5 separate regions of the Mus musculus genome follow, and all the other regions are linked to region 1. A link is a contact called in public promoter capture Hi-C data. All regions are on one chromosome and are shown on one strand. The core of a region is the stretch at or near the end of the contact, and the rest is flanking DNA. Distances in the headings are between cores, read along the strand shown. Region 1 holds the start of Adprh (ADP-ribosylarginine hydrolase). Region 2 holds the start of Rabl3 (RAB, member RAS oncogene family-like 3). Region 3 has its middle 9.9 kb from the start of Gm46547. Region 4 overlaps Fstl1 (follistatin-like 1). Region 5 holds the start of Lrrc58 (leucine rich repeat containing 58).

What was found. Promoter capture Hi-C pulls out the DNA fragments that hold promoters and counts their contacts. Capture Hi-C pulls out chosen DNA fragments and counts their contacts.
Region 2: a promoter capture Hi-C map of pre-B cells shows a contact between it and region 1. The contact joins the promoter of Rabl3 here to the promoter of Adprh in region 1. A contact is called at or near these places in 4 of 39 promoter capture datasets (the C10 cell line, cranial neural crest, neutrophils and 1 more), 1 of 484 Hi-C or Micro-C datasets (B cells), 1 of 115 datasets of contacts at active chromatin or transcription factors (memory CD8 T cells) and 1 of 9 other capture datasets (adipose tissue).
Region 3: a promoter capture Hi-C map of hippocampal neurons shows a contact between it and region 1, with 2.8 times the contacts expected there. The contact joins the enhancer-like site here to the promoter of Adprh in region 1. A contact is called at or near these places in 5 of 39 promoter capture datasets (the 3T3-L1 cell line, the C10 cell line, hippocampal neurons and 1 more) and 1 of 115 datasets of contacts at active chromatin or transcription factors (embryonic forebrain).
Region 4: a contact with region 1 is called in a promoter capture Hi-C map of 3T3-L1-derived adipocytes, with 4 times the contacts expected there. The contact joins the enhancer-like site here to the promoter of Adprh in region 1. A contact is called at or near these places in 6 of 39 promoter capture datasets (the 3T3-L1 cell line, 3T3-L1-derived adipocytes, frontonasal cranial neural crest and 3 more), 1 of 115 datasets of contacts at active chromatin or transcription factors (astrocytes) and 1 of 9 other capture datasets (liver).
Region 5: a contact with region 1 is called in a promoter capture Hi-C map of liver. The contact joins the promoter of Lrrc58 here to the promoter of Adprh in region 1. A contact is called at or near these places in 10 of 39 promoter capture datasets (the 3T3-L1 cell line, 3T3-L1-derived adipocytes, the C10 cell line and 6 more), 1 of 484 Hi-C or Micro-C datasets (liver), 7 of 115 datasets of contacts at active chromatin or transcription factors (the 230-238 cell line, bone marrow-derived dendritic cells, extraembryonic endoderm stem cells and 4 more) and 1 of 9 other capture datasets (liver).

The regions. Positions count from the first base shown.
Region 1 is chr16:38,451,293-38,454,035 of GRCm38.p6, reverse strand. It overlaps Adprh (ADP-ribosylarginine hydrolase), which reads left to right and starts at 1,347. Exons shown (of 4, transcript NM_007414.3): 1 at 1,347-1,507.
Region 2 is chr16:37,538,532-37,541,274 of GRCm38.p6, reverse strand. It overlaps Rabl3 (RAB, member RAS oncogene family-like 3), which reads right to left and starts at 1,381. Exons shown (of 8, transcript NM_001042499.1): 1 at 1,315-1,381. The coding sequence starts at 1,360. It overlaps Gtf2e1 (general transcription factor II E, polypeptide 1 (alpha subunit)), which reads left to right and starts at 1,486. Exons shown (of 5, transcript NM_028812.4): 1 at 1,486-1,622.
Region 3 is chr16:37,704,173-37,706,915 of GRCm38.p6, reverse strand. No RefSeq gene overlaps it. Among named protein-coding and RNA genes, the nearest start is that of Gm46547, 9.9 kb to the left of the region's middle. Within about 2 kb of position 1,380, at least 53 of the 459 cell types and tissues checked have an H3K27ac peak or open chromatin away from gene starts, as enhancers often do. A contact at or near this core is called in hippocampal neurons, where this site is marked.
Region 4 is chr16:37,819,269-37,822,011 of GRCm38.p6, reverse strand. It overlaps Fstl1 (follistatin-like 1), which reads right to left. Exons shown (of 11, transcript NM_008047.5): 5 at 824-856. Among named protein-coding and RNA genes, the nearest start is that of Gm41452, 29 kb to the left of the region's middle. Within about 2 kb of position 1,426, at least 4 of the 459 cell types and tissues checked have an H3K27ac peak or open chromatin away from gene starts, as enhancers often do. A contact at or near this core is called in 3T3-L1-derived adipocytes, where this site is marked.
Region 5 is chr16:37,867,069-37,869,811 of GRCm38.p6, reverse strand. Lrrc58 (leucine rich repeat containing 58) reads right to left here and starts at 1,412. Exons shown (of 4, transcript NM_177093.3): 1 at 832-1,412. The coding sequence starts at 1,316.

The sequences.
Region 1 (2,743 bases), core at 98-2,597:
TGGACCCCAGGGCCTCACCCTTTTTATTGTATCAAACTAGAAGTTGGCTTATTGTGGAAGTGTTAATGTTTGTGGACATTTGGAGTCACATTAGTAGTTGATAAAGCCAGTTTTTAAGAAAGGATATAAAATTCTATTTAAAAAATGACCCCATTGTTTTAAAATCATATGCATACCATAAAGACTGATATATGTATCAGGGGTAACATCTAGTTTCTATTTTTCTCTAAAATATCTTTAGATATAATATAGAAAAAATATTCTAAAAGATATAAACTAGGTGTGGTGTTGTAAGACTGAAATTCTAGCATTCTAAAGGTAGAGGCAGGAGGATCACGAGTTTGAGACCAGCCTAGTCTCAAAAAATAAATCAAAATTTAATTTTCCTTCATTCCTCTCTTTACTCGGAAAGCTTCTTGTTCCTCTTCTAATTATTTGCAATTTGATGCTTACCCTTCCAAGCAACACACACACATTTATTAAATATATTAACTTTCCTATGACTTATCAATTTATTTTTGCTTAATAAAAGTCCCTAAACTCCACGTGAACACCTCCTTTATTATTGTGATTAATAGATTTATTTACACAAGAATAGAGTCACCAACGCCAAAATTAATAGATGTTAAATGTTCAGTTCAAGTTTCCTTCCCAGATAAGTCTTTCCTTTTTTTCTGTTTTGAAGACATAGAAGAGGGGATGTGAGTTCTTGGGAGTAGGTCTGAAATTTTTGAGCAGACATGTTCTGATCTTAAGTCTAAGGAGTCAAAGCAGGATCTTTGATGTGCGTCAGGGTCACTGTATAGAAGCAGATACTCCATTTAAGCACAAGGCCCGATTTGTGCCTTTCCGGAGACGAGGCTGTACCGAGCTGGGTCGAGGGTACGGGGGAGTGTTCACTGGCACACGTTTATTCTCGGAACCTGACATCTGGGCTCAACGCCGCCATTGCCACCTTAGGGTTTTAACAAATCCAGAGTCATAATTTAGGGGAAAGAACCTTAAGAGTTCCCCTCTAAGCTCCCGTTTGAAACCCTTCTGTGGAGAGCACGCAGAACCACGGCTGAACGGACTAGGGTTAGAATCGGTGAGCCCAAGCCGCTCTGGGCGGTGGGTACCAGGCTCTGGGAGTCCAACGGTCCGCGGGGCAGAACCCTGGCAGGGCAGAACCCTGGCAGGGCGAGCACGAGGCTGGCCGGACACCACTCCACTCGGCCCACACGCAGCGCGGAGCGGTTCCCGAGCTGATGCGCAAGGCTTGGGCGCCCCCAGCACCGCCCCTTCCTCCTTCCGTCCAGTGCGGAGGACGCGGGAGGACGCAGCTCCGCCGGAAGCCGCTGTGCGCCAGCGACCCGCCCGGCCCGCGGCTCCGCCCCTGTTCGGCTTTTGGCTTGGGTGCCCACAGCAGGACTCCTGCGCCCGGTACCCCGCCTCCAGCTCGGGCAATCCTGCCCTCGGCTCTGGACCACCCCGATCCCGCCCCACGCTCTCAGCTCCGCCTCAGCAGGTACAGCCAGGAGTCCCCGAGCCACTCTCCTCTTACTGACCTTAGTACCCGCTCGGTCCCGCTCTCACCTCCAGACTGGTGCTAGGCCAGTGTCCTCAAAGTGGCCACCAAGACTTTCCTGAGTGCATCGCGGCCTCCCCTCCCCTCATCCCCTCTCCCTATTCCTCTTTCTACCCAGGCCAGGAAACCAATGGGAAATCCCGAAGTGTACTTCGGCTTTGATTGTATAGTTTGATGGCTTTGTCACCTGTGCCCGTTTAGAGTGGGTTAAGGAATAATGACTTCTGAAGGGTGGGTCTGGGCCAGGATGGATGCATGTGCCAAGGTGAAAAGGAATTTCAAAGAGAAAAGATACTGGCTACTTCCTCCGTAGGTTCCCACACTCTTCCATGGAGAGCTCAAAAAGGGAACCTGGAGCATTGGGAGGAGAAGGTGGGGGCGTTAGTCCTTAGTTCTCAGAGGTTAACAAAGCTAGGGCTTCGAAAACCTGGGCCAAAACAGGACCTCGGAGAACGAGGCCTTCCTCCCCCACAGATGGGAAACAGATGGGAAACTCCAGCGTGAGAGGATTGTTAGTGGTCACAGAGCTAACACAAGAGACTACAGAACTCTAGTTCCTAGCCGTTATTTATACATAAAACACACACACACAACACCACACACACACAACACACACACACACACACACACACACACACACACACATGTAATCAGGATCAAGCATGGAAAAGCCAGATCTTTACCCTTAACTGCTTCTCCAGGTCTCTGCTGGCCTGTGCCCTAGACCTGAGCAGTGTGACTAGATGGATGGTGGAGGTACCTGGGCTTGAACTAAACCTAAAATGGCGGTTAGAGGAAGAAAGACAGGTGGATGGGAAGAGCTTGGGCTGAGGGCAGGGGTGAGCTAGGTCTTTTTGCCCCTAAGAGTGTTTGCCCCTGTTCATGGGGAGGCTGGGTGCGTGGAGGGGGCAGACAGTGGAACACTGAATCACCACACGGAATGGGTGTCATGGAGCCCTGGCCTGAGTAGAGTAGAAAATGTGTACACCGGGAAGCCAGGGCTTTAGCAAGGATTTCATTTGTGGTGGGAATAGCATTTGCAGCCCGGCACTATAGAACTTTTACCATATAGAAGACAGACAAGGGGCTGGAGACATGGCTCAGCAGTTTGAGAGCACTGGCTGTTCTTCCAGAGGGGCTCAGGTTCAATTCCCAGCACCCACATGGCAGCTCACA
Region 2 (2,743 bases), core at 132-2,631, 910 kb after region 1:
AAACAACAACATCACCTTAGAGCACTATTGCCAGCCATATGACTTTCTCTATTATACCATGTTGTTATTGTGATCATATACAAAGTGTACTTAAAAACAAACAAAAGAACCGCATGGGGCTCAGTGCTTGCCCTACAAGCATGAGAACCCGAGTTGTGTTCACAGAACTGACACACAGCAGCCAGGCAAAGAGGCACACGTCTCTAATGTCAGTGCTGGGGAGGCAGAGAGAGGCAATCCCTGATGTTTGTTGGCCTGACAGCCTTAGCCTAGGGGCTCCAGGCCAAGGGGAGAGCTTGTCTTAAAGAAGGTCGGCGGCTGTAGTGGCTATTCTTGGTTGTCAGCTGGACTATATCTGGAATGAACTACAATCCAGAATTGGAGGGCTCACTGTGATCCTGATCTCGTGGCTGGGAGATTCAAGTTTCTGACCTGGATCTTGAGGCATAGTGGCTATGAATCCCAGGAGACTAAGACAAGGAGATCTCTGAGTTCAAGGTCATCTGGGACAAAGCAAGTCCCAGCACCAGGCAGGGAGGCCTACACCTTTAATCTGGGCTACACCTTCTGCTGGAGACCTACTTAAGGACATTGGAAGGAGGAAGATTCTTCTTCGTTTGCTTGCCTTGTGGGACTGAGCAACTGCTAGATCCTTGGACTTCCATTCACAGCTGCTGCTGACCATTGTTGGGGAGTTGGGCTACAGACCGTAGGTCATCAACAAATTCCCTTACTATAAGAAACTACCCATAAGTTCTGTGACTCTAGAGGACCCTGACTAATACAGTGGCAGAGGCAGGTGTATCTCTTCATTTTAGGCCTGCCTTGTTTATATAGTGAGTTTTAGACTAGCCTGATATACATAGCTAGTTCTACGTTAGTCAGGACTACTTAGTGAGACCATGTCTTACCCCACACCCACTCCCCAGCAACAAAGCTTGCAGTGGAAGAACTGGAATGTTTTTTGTGGCTCCTGGTAGGAGCTCTCCCCTCTCTGGAACCAAAACTTCTAGGCCAGCAGAACCTAGGGTTGTGGGGACAGGAAGCAAAAATTTTCCTAGAGGGTCACTAGGAGTGATAGTGAGTGGAACTAGTCCCTTTTCCACCCATAGACTCCGCGCCCCCCACCTCCCGCCACGCCACCACGTCGACAAAAGGAGCAAAGTCCTCTGGGAAGTGTAGTTTTAAGGTCTTGAAAGGAATTTCAGCTGTCGACCTAAGCGCTAGGCAGCTGGGGGGGTAAACAGCGAAGAGAGAGCGGTGTCGGGAAGCTCGGGCGTGTTGGTAGTCCCAGACGTGGGTTAAGCGGCTCACCTGAGTCTCCCAACACCAGAACCTTCACCCGATCCAGGGACGCCATCTTGCCACGATTTCCTTGAGGTTGACGCCCGTTCCTGGATTCTCACCAATCAGCGCAGGGCTTGTGGGCAGGGCAAATCATCTCATTGGTCGGTCAGAGCGTGACTGATCGAAAGCTTCGGGGTGCGGATTAGCGGGCGGTTTCCAAACCGGTCGCAGGAATTAGGCGTTCGTCCTTGTCTCGCAAGTGGCGTGGGCTGGCTGAAGCCGGTAGTTGAGGTGCTGAGGGCGGCTGTAGTGGGAGTGTTCGAGCATCCACTTGGGTAAACCTCATTCTCCCGTCCTTGTTCCCGGTTTCTGACCTGGCGTGGCATTTCATGGTTTCTTCTATCCGTCCCCTTCCTTGTCTAGTCCCCTCTCCTCGGCCACCTCTTGCTTTGGTCCTCTTCTTAGTCTTCTAAAGAACCATTGCCCCGGAGCGGCCCATGTGCGACCTCGGGTAGGACGGGCTTGGCGGCGTCGAGTGTGGCCCGGGAAGCCCCTGGGCGCGTCTGAGGGACTGTGGGGTCTCGGGGTCTGGACATGTCTGAACACAGCTGGTGGAGGGCACCTCGGTCCGGAGCTGTCTCCGTCGTAGGACGAAGGAATGGAGAGTTCGTAAAATACAGTAACAGAAAACTGTAGAGGCTCTGTAGGATCCACGTTCTTCTAGAACTTGGGAAGTAGTATTTAAAAATAGTCTAACTAAAAGGGCTTCCTGCACCCACTTTGTGTTTTTTTTTTAAATCCCTTTTCATCCAGCATAGTTTTTTCAAAAATCACAAGTTTAATGTAGTAGCTCCTTGCTTAAAGCAATTACAAGTTAAATTTAAAAAGAAAAAAAAAAGATGGCTTATAGCGCTCATTATTGGGATGCAGGTGTGAAACAAGTGATTTGTGTGGAAGCTGGCAGGATGGATATGCTACAAGAACACGTGCCCAGAGGATGTATTGAAAGTTCAGGTATCTCAGTAGAATATGCTAGGCGCTAGCATTAATGAACAAGAGGCCTTCGAAGTAGAAACTGTACAAATTCTGAGGAAATGCGAGGGAGAGTGTTGGATGCCACTGTTGGGGATTTGAGAAGGCCAGGAAACATTACCCAAAGCCTAACTACAGTAGGAGAAAGGTTTGGGCTTAGCTTTGAGGACTGAGGGTGGATATGAGGATGACTTTGCTAAAAAAGCAGAGTGGTTTGAACTTTTGATTCTCCCAGTTCCACACCAGGGGCACAGTGGTCCTTAAAAGTTTTTACAACTAGAATCTAGGTCTGGACTGGGTAAGGTGACGTTGGGAGATGAGATGCCTGATTACTGTGAAGAGAAGAAGATAAATGAAGACCACTAGCTACCACACCAAGAAGCCTCCACAGACAGAGAAGTTACTTAAGTGTCACCTGCCATAG
Region 3 (2,743 bases), core at 131-2,630, 750 kb after region 1:
CTAAGAGCAAGGGGCTAATTAGCCCTGTCCACACAATGGCTGTGAAGTTAGTCCAGTAGAAAGAGATGCAGCAGGAAGTGTGCCTGCCACTCAATGAGCTTCTCTCAGTAAGGTACTCAATAACCTCCACTCCCCACCCCCACCCCCATCATTGGAGCACCCCTAGGGAAAGTCTGCAGCCTGGGCATGGCCCAGACTCTTCTGGAAACCCATAAAAACAGCACAACCATTATTATCGGAACCACTCTGGGCCAAGGGAAGATCAGAAAACATTCCAGCCTGGAGGAGAATGGCTAAAACATTAGGTGGTTACAGGAATACATTAAAGACTTTCCATCAAAACTGGGAAATAGCTTTGCAAATTGGTGTCTGATTCCACAATAAAAACTGCTCTAATCCTTGGGGTGAGCAATTGGCTTAGAGCAAATCTTCTTAGCTTTCCCAAATGTCAATCCCATGAAAGCATCCTGCACGCTGAGTATATTATCACCAGCAAGAAACAGATCGGAAGCAGCGGATGTCAACGTCTAACTGTCCTAGGAGATAAACTGCAGCTTCTGGTAAACGGAGGAAATTTATGCCGGAGTATTTGCTGAAGGCCAAATTGGTCCCTGTGGTACGTGCAGCATTTCTGAAGGAAGAAAAAAAATGTTTTTCTCCCTAAATAATTTCCTGACTTAAGGCAATTATTTCTATAATGTATCTGTTATTGGGATGATCCTGACACTCCCCCAGGACCTGCAGGAATAAGAGGATTTTTCCAATGTGTGCCAACACTGAAAGAGAAGGAAGGTATCTTGACTTTGGTTAAAAGAGGCAAGCAGAGAATAACCTTTATATCAGAGAAAAGGTAATTTGGGGTTTACCGAACACCCGCTGTGTGCCAAGCGCCTGGGTAAATGTTACCCATGCTAACCTTATCCTTCCAGCGGGTCTGTGAAGAGGAAGTTATCCCTCTCGTTTTTTAGCATCCATGGGCCCTATGGCTCTGAGAAGTTCGATGGTATGCAGAGAGCCCTACAGCACACAGTTGACAGCAGCACAGCAGAAGGCTCTCTTCTAGACAGTAGCAATGATGTCCCGTGCTAGGTAGTTCTTATGACCCTCTATTTCCTCTGCATTTTTCTTCATTATCCTTTGTATCCAGGGAAGCTGGCCCAACTCACCTTCCTTTGCTTTCTGTTGTCTTTGGTGGGTGAGGAGTCTGGTCAGGAAGGCAGAGGCTCCTGAGACAACAGTGTGAGTGAGTGGTCCCTGTGACTCCTTCCTGCTCTATCTCTTACTGGCCTACGCTCCCCACACAGAGTATCTACTCTAGGTCTTGAGAACTCTCCTTTCCTCTGAGAGCCCGACACAGCACTCACATCTCCTCAGAGCCTCAGTTTGAGTGTGCCATGGATTTATCTCGCATTTGAGCTGGCCCAGCTTGGAAGATTCTCAAAGCTTAGAAATGAATTCTCCTCCACATTGTTACTAATTTAAGTAAAATTGTTGAAAAACAGACATGTCCCGATTCTCCTTCAGGGTTCCATGCAGATAGTGCTTGGTTCAGTGTTGGGAGTGTCTCGGTCTCTACTTCCTGCTCACTGAGAGAAGAGGGTTTTAGGACCAGAAGCACGCCACTGGGCCATATGTGTTTCCTGAAAGATGACATTCAGAGCTGAGGAAAAAAAAAGTAACAAGCTGACATTTGTATAACATTCTATAGCTTTACTTTCATTACTTTCTATTTAAGGATATATTACAGGATGGATGCACAGAGGGGAAAAAAAGCTGAACACAAATCAACAGTAAGGTTATCTTTTAAAAGGCTGAATTCCTACCAAGACACAGCCGCCGCCCCTGAACTATCTCATACAGCTAGTGAGACAAGTCTACTTTGGCAGAGCCAGCTAAATCCTGCTTTCTGCGTGACTCATCACAAAAGCTGTCAGGACAATGAGGAGGAACTAGAAGCTACATATTAAACAGGACAGATCGGAAGAGTATTTGTTCACGTATTAATTATATCAGAAGGAATACAACCTCTGATGATCAGCAAACAATAGTCCTAACGTTGTCAGGAGTGTCTCTCTGGGAAGTCTAATGCCATGTATAAACAGGCAATGATTTTTTTTTAAAGATCCATTTTGTCGTGCTTCTAAATTTGAGTGACAAGACATTTTGGAACCATCATATTTCCAGAAGGTTGGCATTCTATTATTAGATAATTACAGTACTTAACATGAGAAAGGATGGTAGGAATGATATTTTAAATATATTTCCATGATTATGAGATGTCTCTTTTCATCTCTAGGAAGCTGTCTTACCTCAATGTCTACTTCAGCTGATATTAATTGTACCATGCCAAATTATGTCGTTATCTGTACTGGAAAATCAGCCTTTTATTTTTAACCTTTCGGTTATGTGTAACTGGAGAGACACATATAGGTGGATCTTACTTTTAAATCAGGATGACAGATTTTTGTCTTTACATTGGATTGCAGATATGTTTAAAGTGATTAAGGATCCAGTTAAGCACAACATCTTGCTCCTGGGTGTGGTTCATTTTTTTCTCTTTTTTTGCCTTTTTTTGGATTATGAAAGCATTTTTTATTATTCCTTTATTAGCTTTTTGGCTGTACATTCTTACATAATTCTTTCTGTAGTTACCATAGAGATAACAATATGTAATTTTTTCCCTATGCATTGCAGCTTTATCTCCCATGAGCTATTTGGAGCTTCCTGCTTCTTGGCTACAGCG
Region 4 (2,743 bases), core at 177-2,676, 630 kb after region 1:
CCGACTGAGCCTTTCAAAACTTTCTCCCATCACCCTTCATTATAAACAACAGAAAACCAGGCCAAGGAAGGGCCAAGCCTCAGCCCTGCTGTGGGTGCTGTTGCAAGCCATGTGGAAGCAGCAGGTGGGAATCAAGTGGGAATAGAGGCAGGGTAGAGACAGCTCTGGCCAAAGGAAACTCCTGGAAGACAGCAAATGCTAGGCTGTGAAGAGGGTACAGGGCCGGGGAACAAATATATGTGCCTTCCCGACTCTGCCTTTCCTAGCTATGTGATTTAGGGGAAGAGCCTCTACACCTTAAGGTAATTCCAGTGAGACCCACAAGGTTACTGTGAGGTCTGGGACTAGAAACCATGTTGAGATTTTAATATATTTTTAATAGAGAGCTCTGGTAGTCTCCATACTGGCATTCCCAACTATCCTCTTTCAAAAAGAGCTGTGTCTTCTGATTTCAATGGGTCCACGATATGAGCATGTCTTACAAGGCCCTGAAGGGAGGGCTCACTGGTTGTCCCTACAGTGAGGTCACTAGTCAGCAAAAATGTAGCACAGCTAACATTCAGACTCAAACAGTTCCTTTGACCAGTTTACTCCAAAACAAAGGAACATCTTAAAAATGCAGTTTCATGATTTTACTGAGCTGTGCTGTGCTCACACCAGATGTGGATCCAAAGTCCTGACCCACAGATGACCTTGGCAGCTCAATAGAACCTGTAGAAGACAAGATGCTTGCTTCCTGGAATTTGTAGAAGACAAAATACTTCCTCCATGAAAAGTCTCCACCCTAAGATGCACACACACTGCAGAAAGGACAGGCACTTACCTGGGCTGGCAGATGGACTCGCAGACTTCTTTTCTGCAAAAAAACGAAAAGAGATGTGTAAAGCAAAGAGAAGAATAAAAGAAAATGTCTGTTTCTAGAATTAAAACTGCCAAGTCTTGCAACCTTGTCATAATTTTACCTTAAGTCCTTCCCCTCCCCCTCTTTCTTCCTTCCTTTCAAGTCATTTATTTTTATTTTATGTGTATGGGGTTTTGCCTGCATGTATGTCTGTGTGCCCGTATGGCATGTATGTCTGTGTGCCCGTATGGCATGTATGTCTGTGTGCATGTTTGGTGCTTGAAGGTCAGAAGAGGGCATCACATCCCCTAGAACTGGAGTTAGAGATGGTTGCCAGCTTCTGTGTGGATGCTGGAAACTGAACTCAGGTCCTGTGAAAGAGTAGTCAGCACTCTTAACCACTGAGCCATCTCTCCATTTCTCTGCCTTAAAATTTTGAGCTTTTCTTTCTTGTAGCATCTAAGGATGTCTGCCTGTGGACAAGGGATTGACCTTCTAGATTTATATTCCTTCCTGCTGGGTTGAGCAGTTCCTGGGGTTTTGAAATTTCACATGGAGATTAATTCTGCACAGAGGTTGGAGAGGAGATTGGTATCTGGGACAAAGCTTTGTGTTTTTCCAGGAAGTCAAGAATGGACTGTCTGGGCAGGCTCTAAACTTGGAAAGGTCTGGTGGCTAATTACCAATCATGCTTGGAAATCCATTTTTCCAACCCTGGAAAATGTTAAGAGTGTAAAATAAAGGAAAATAAAATATTGCTAGGTTGAGAAATGCCCTAAAGCAGGGTAGGGAGAAATTGACCATTTTTTTTTTTTTCTAAAATGTATGGAAGTCCTTTAAGGACATTTTTGCCATTGTGGACTACTGATGCAGTTAGCTTACCTACTCTACAGCTGCAGATACTACCGAAAGCAGATCCAGGTCTGATGCAGGAAACAGGACAAAGGCCCCAGCCATCCAGTTCAAACCTAGCAGGCTCCTGAATGTGAGGAGGGAGCATCTCCAACAAGAGAGGAGGTCTCCCCTGCCAGGAGCTGACACCGGACAAGCTAATAACTAGCAGGTAGTCTTCCTGAGATGGATTTGCCTTAGATTAAAAATTTATGACAGATTTGCTCTGATAGGTAAGACCTAGGAAATATCCATTTTAGGAAAGATTTCTGTTATTAATATGCTTTTCCTAATATTATCAAATATATATAACTGTCACTAGGGATTAGCCCACCCTTTTGAGCAGATCTCTGCAGAACAACATCATCTATTTGTCTATACAGGGGTGCTATATAAACAAATAGATGATTTCTTAATTCTTCATGATGATCCTATAAGAATTCCTAGAATTATATCAGTATTTATTAAGCTCTTTTATAGTGGGACTGCTATTTGGTCTTTTGTGATAGTCAACACTGCAACGAGAACTCTACCAGTCTTTAGTGTCATGAGTTAATTGCTTCTGAGATAGTAAGCAGGCATACAACTATTCAGAGCACAGTCCCAAATGGTAAAACCATTAACCAAAGGTCGTAAAAAAGGAACTAACAATTTATTATAGGTGTTGGGACAGAAGATAAAACATTGACTGGGTTTATGTATGCAAAACTTCACTAATAACTTAGTTATGTTTTTAAACTCTCCATGAACCTGTGGAGCTTTGGCAAGTGATAAATGTTTAGCCAGATAGTTACACCTAATGGGTATGCATATAAAAATTCCCTGTTTAATAGAACAAAGGCTGCTTCACTTAATCTCCTGCTGTTTTAGGATGAGGTGCTAAATGGTTTTTTTTCCCCTCTGCCTCAGAGGAACTCAGAAGGCAGGTCAGCTAGGGAAGCAAAGTGACTTAGAAGTGAGATAGGAAAACATTTTATGATTATACAGCAACCCTAAATTTCTTTTAAGACT
Region 5 (2,743 bases), core at 163-2,662, 580 kb after region 1:
CATTCAGTAACATACAGTAACACAGATACAATGGTATGATGTGTGACACACAGAGGAAGTAATTTGGCTCTAATTGTCCTGGGAACAGTTTTTTTTTTTTTTTTTTTTTTTTTTTTTTTTTTTTTTAGAATTACAGAAAAGACTCCTAAGATAAAATTTTGAAATGTGAATAGTTCCTCAGGGTCAAAGGAAGCGCAGCGTGGTTTTTTTTTGTTGTTGTTGTTTTTGGGTTTTTTTGTTTTTTTTTTTTGTACCCAACCCCAACCCCACAATTTAGTGAAGCTGCCTTTCTGGGTGTGTGTGTGTGTGCAAGGCTCACTGACTCCACAAATGGTACTTTGGGTATCGGGAAAAGAGGGGAACTGGAAATAAAAACCAAGGAAGTAGGTCAGCACCTCCTACGCCACGTTAAATGCCACTTTGATGCAAACGCATGGAAAGTCTCGGAAGACTTAACCAGTAAGAAATCGCCAACCTCTGTTAACGGGAGCCCTTTTGACTCCCTGTCTAGACTCAAGAAAGAAGGCGAAGTCCGGCTTAGTGGCGCATGTCTTTTAGCCCCAGATTTGGGAGGTAGAGGCAGGCGGAGCTCTGTGAGCTTGAGGTTAGCATGGTCTCCACAATGAATTCCAGAGTTCATTGGGGGGCGCGGGGGGCGTCGAAGACCTGCGGCAGGCCAAACACAACCCAAAGGCTACCACCCACCCACCCACCCTTGGTCAGACGCTACGGGTGACAATGGCTCGCCTAGTCCCCCTCCCCCTCCAACCCGGTGCCACGGAGCTCGGGCCACCGCCCCGCTCCCCACCCCCGGGACTCGCCGCCGCTCACCTCCGCAAGTTCTCGATCTCGGCGGGGATGCTCTGCAGCTGGTTGCCGCCCAGGCTGAGGGTCTGAAGGGCGCGCAGCTCCAGCAGCGAGGCGGGCAGCTCCTGGAAGCAGTTGCCGCTGAGGTTGAGCACTTGGAGGCTGCGGCAGAGCGGCGACTGGGCCAGGCCCTTGGGCAGCGAGCCCGGGCCGCCGAGCCGGTTGTTCCTGGCCAGCAGCGTGCGCAGGCCGCTCAGCGTCAGCAGCTCGGGCCCCAGCGCCGTGAGCGAGTTGCCGCTCACGTCCAGGAGCTGGAGGTGCGGGAAGCCGCCGCCCAACGCCCGCGGCAGCGACGTCAGGCGGTTGTAGGGCAGCAGCAGCCGCAGGAGAGCCTCGCGCGCGCCGCGCCGCTCCTCGGCGCGCGCCTCCAGCTCCGACTCCAACGCCTCGGCCGACACGCTGAGGCGGGACCAGTTGAGTTCGGCCTCCCCGAGCGCGGCCTCCTCCATCCCGCCGGATCCCGGGCCCGCGAGCCGAGGCGGCGCGCCCCGGAACCTAAAGCGAGCGCCGCGTCGGAAGTGGCGCGGCGCGGCCCGGTACGGCCCGGGCGCTCACCCCCGCGCGCCCTCCGAGTCACGCGATGGTCGGCGCCGGGTGCGCGCGCCGCTCCGGGGGCCGGGCTCCGCCTCACGTGGCGCACGGCGCGGCGTCCGCTGCGCAGGAGCCGAGGCCTGGCGCTCCCGGGAACCGTGTGAGGGAGCTGTGCTCGCCCGGGCGTCGCGGGGCTCGGTGGGCGAGCCGGAGGCCTGAGGCTCCCCGGAGCGGGCAGCTCGCCCTTTATAGTGTGGCACCCGGTGGTGGCCTTGGCCGCCAGAGTAAACAGCTCCGGGGCTGTTGATCCCGCCCGGGGGCCTGCGCGTCACGGGGCGCCGCCTCCTTTGTTCTCACTTGAGGCCGGGGCCCCCCCATTTTTGCGGGATCCAGAGAGAGTAGCCATGACGGGGACGTAGCCTGAGAATTTAATGTCTTCAGGAGAACGTGCTTGGTGGCCCCACGCCTCTCGTCCCCGCTCTGAAATGCAGAGGCAGCCGTACTGAGTCTGAGGCCCGCCTGACCTACATAGCCCAGGCTAGCCAGGGCTACACGGTGAAGAACAAAGGCCTCTTCGAAGCTAAAGCCAAAGTCGGAGATGGCTGTCGCCCCAGCTGGAAAGCATGCTTGAAGACCTTCCCTTCCCTGATTGCCTGTTGTTTCTTAAAGCATTGTCTAACGCGAGCGAGCCAAGACAGCCACAGCTATACAGTGAAACCTTGTTTGGAAAAAAAACAAACCCCAAAACAACAACAAAAAGCACCATTGTAAAAGTATTGTGTGTCCAATAAGAACTTTGTCCACGTCAATCACAGAATCACTCCTGTGGGCTTTGGTCCCTTGGGCATGGGAATGCGCTTGGGAGTTGGATATAGGAGCCCCCTTTATTAGATCTAGCTTACACTGAGCTCAGATGGAGAAAGCGTTCAAAGCACTCTGCAAGTGAGAACTAGATAGAATTTAACTGGGAAAGTCTTGACTCTAGCTCTAATTCACTAATTCCAGTAGATTTATTTTCATCCTGATCCCATTTCAATGTCAATCTTTTCTGAGATTTCGTTTTGTAATTTTAAAGTCATTAGTGGAAATAAGAGAAAAGCTTAGTTTCTTACCGAGCTTAAATACAAGAAAGTTAAAAGGTTATGTGATAACCAGTGGGATTAAATTGCTTTTTTTCCTAAAAATCATAACCTCATCTACTCAGTTGTGCAGATGAGAGACTTCATGCTACTTCACAGCTAAGCTTTATGATTGAGTTGTCATGTTTGTTAGTTTAAACAATCTATGAGTGGAATTTAAAAAATATGTGCCAGACATAGTAGTACCTGCTTTTAATCCCAACATT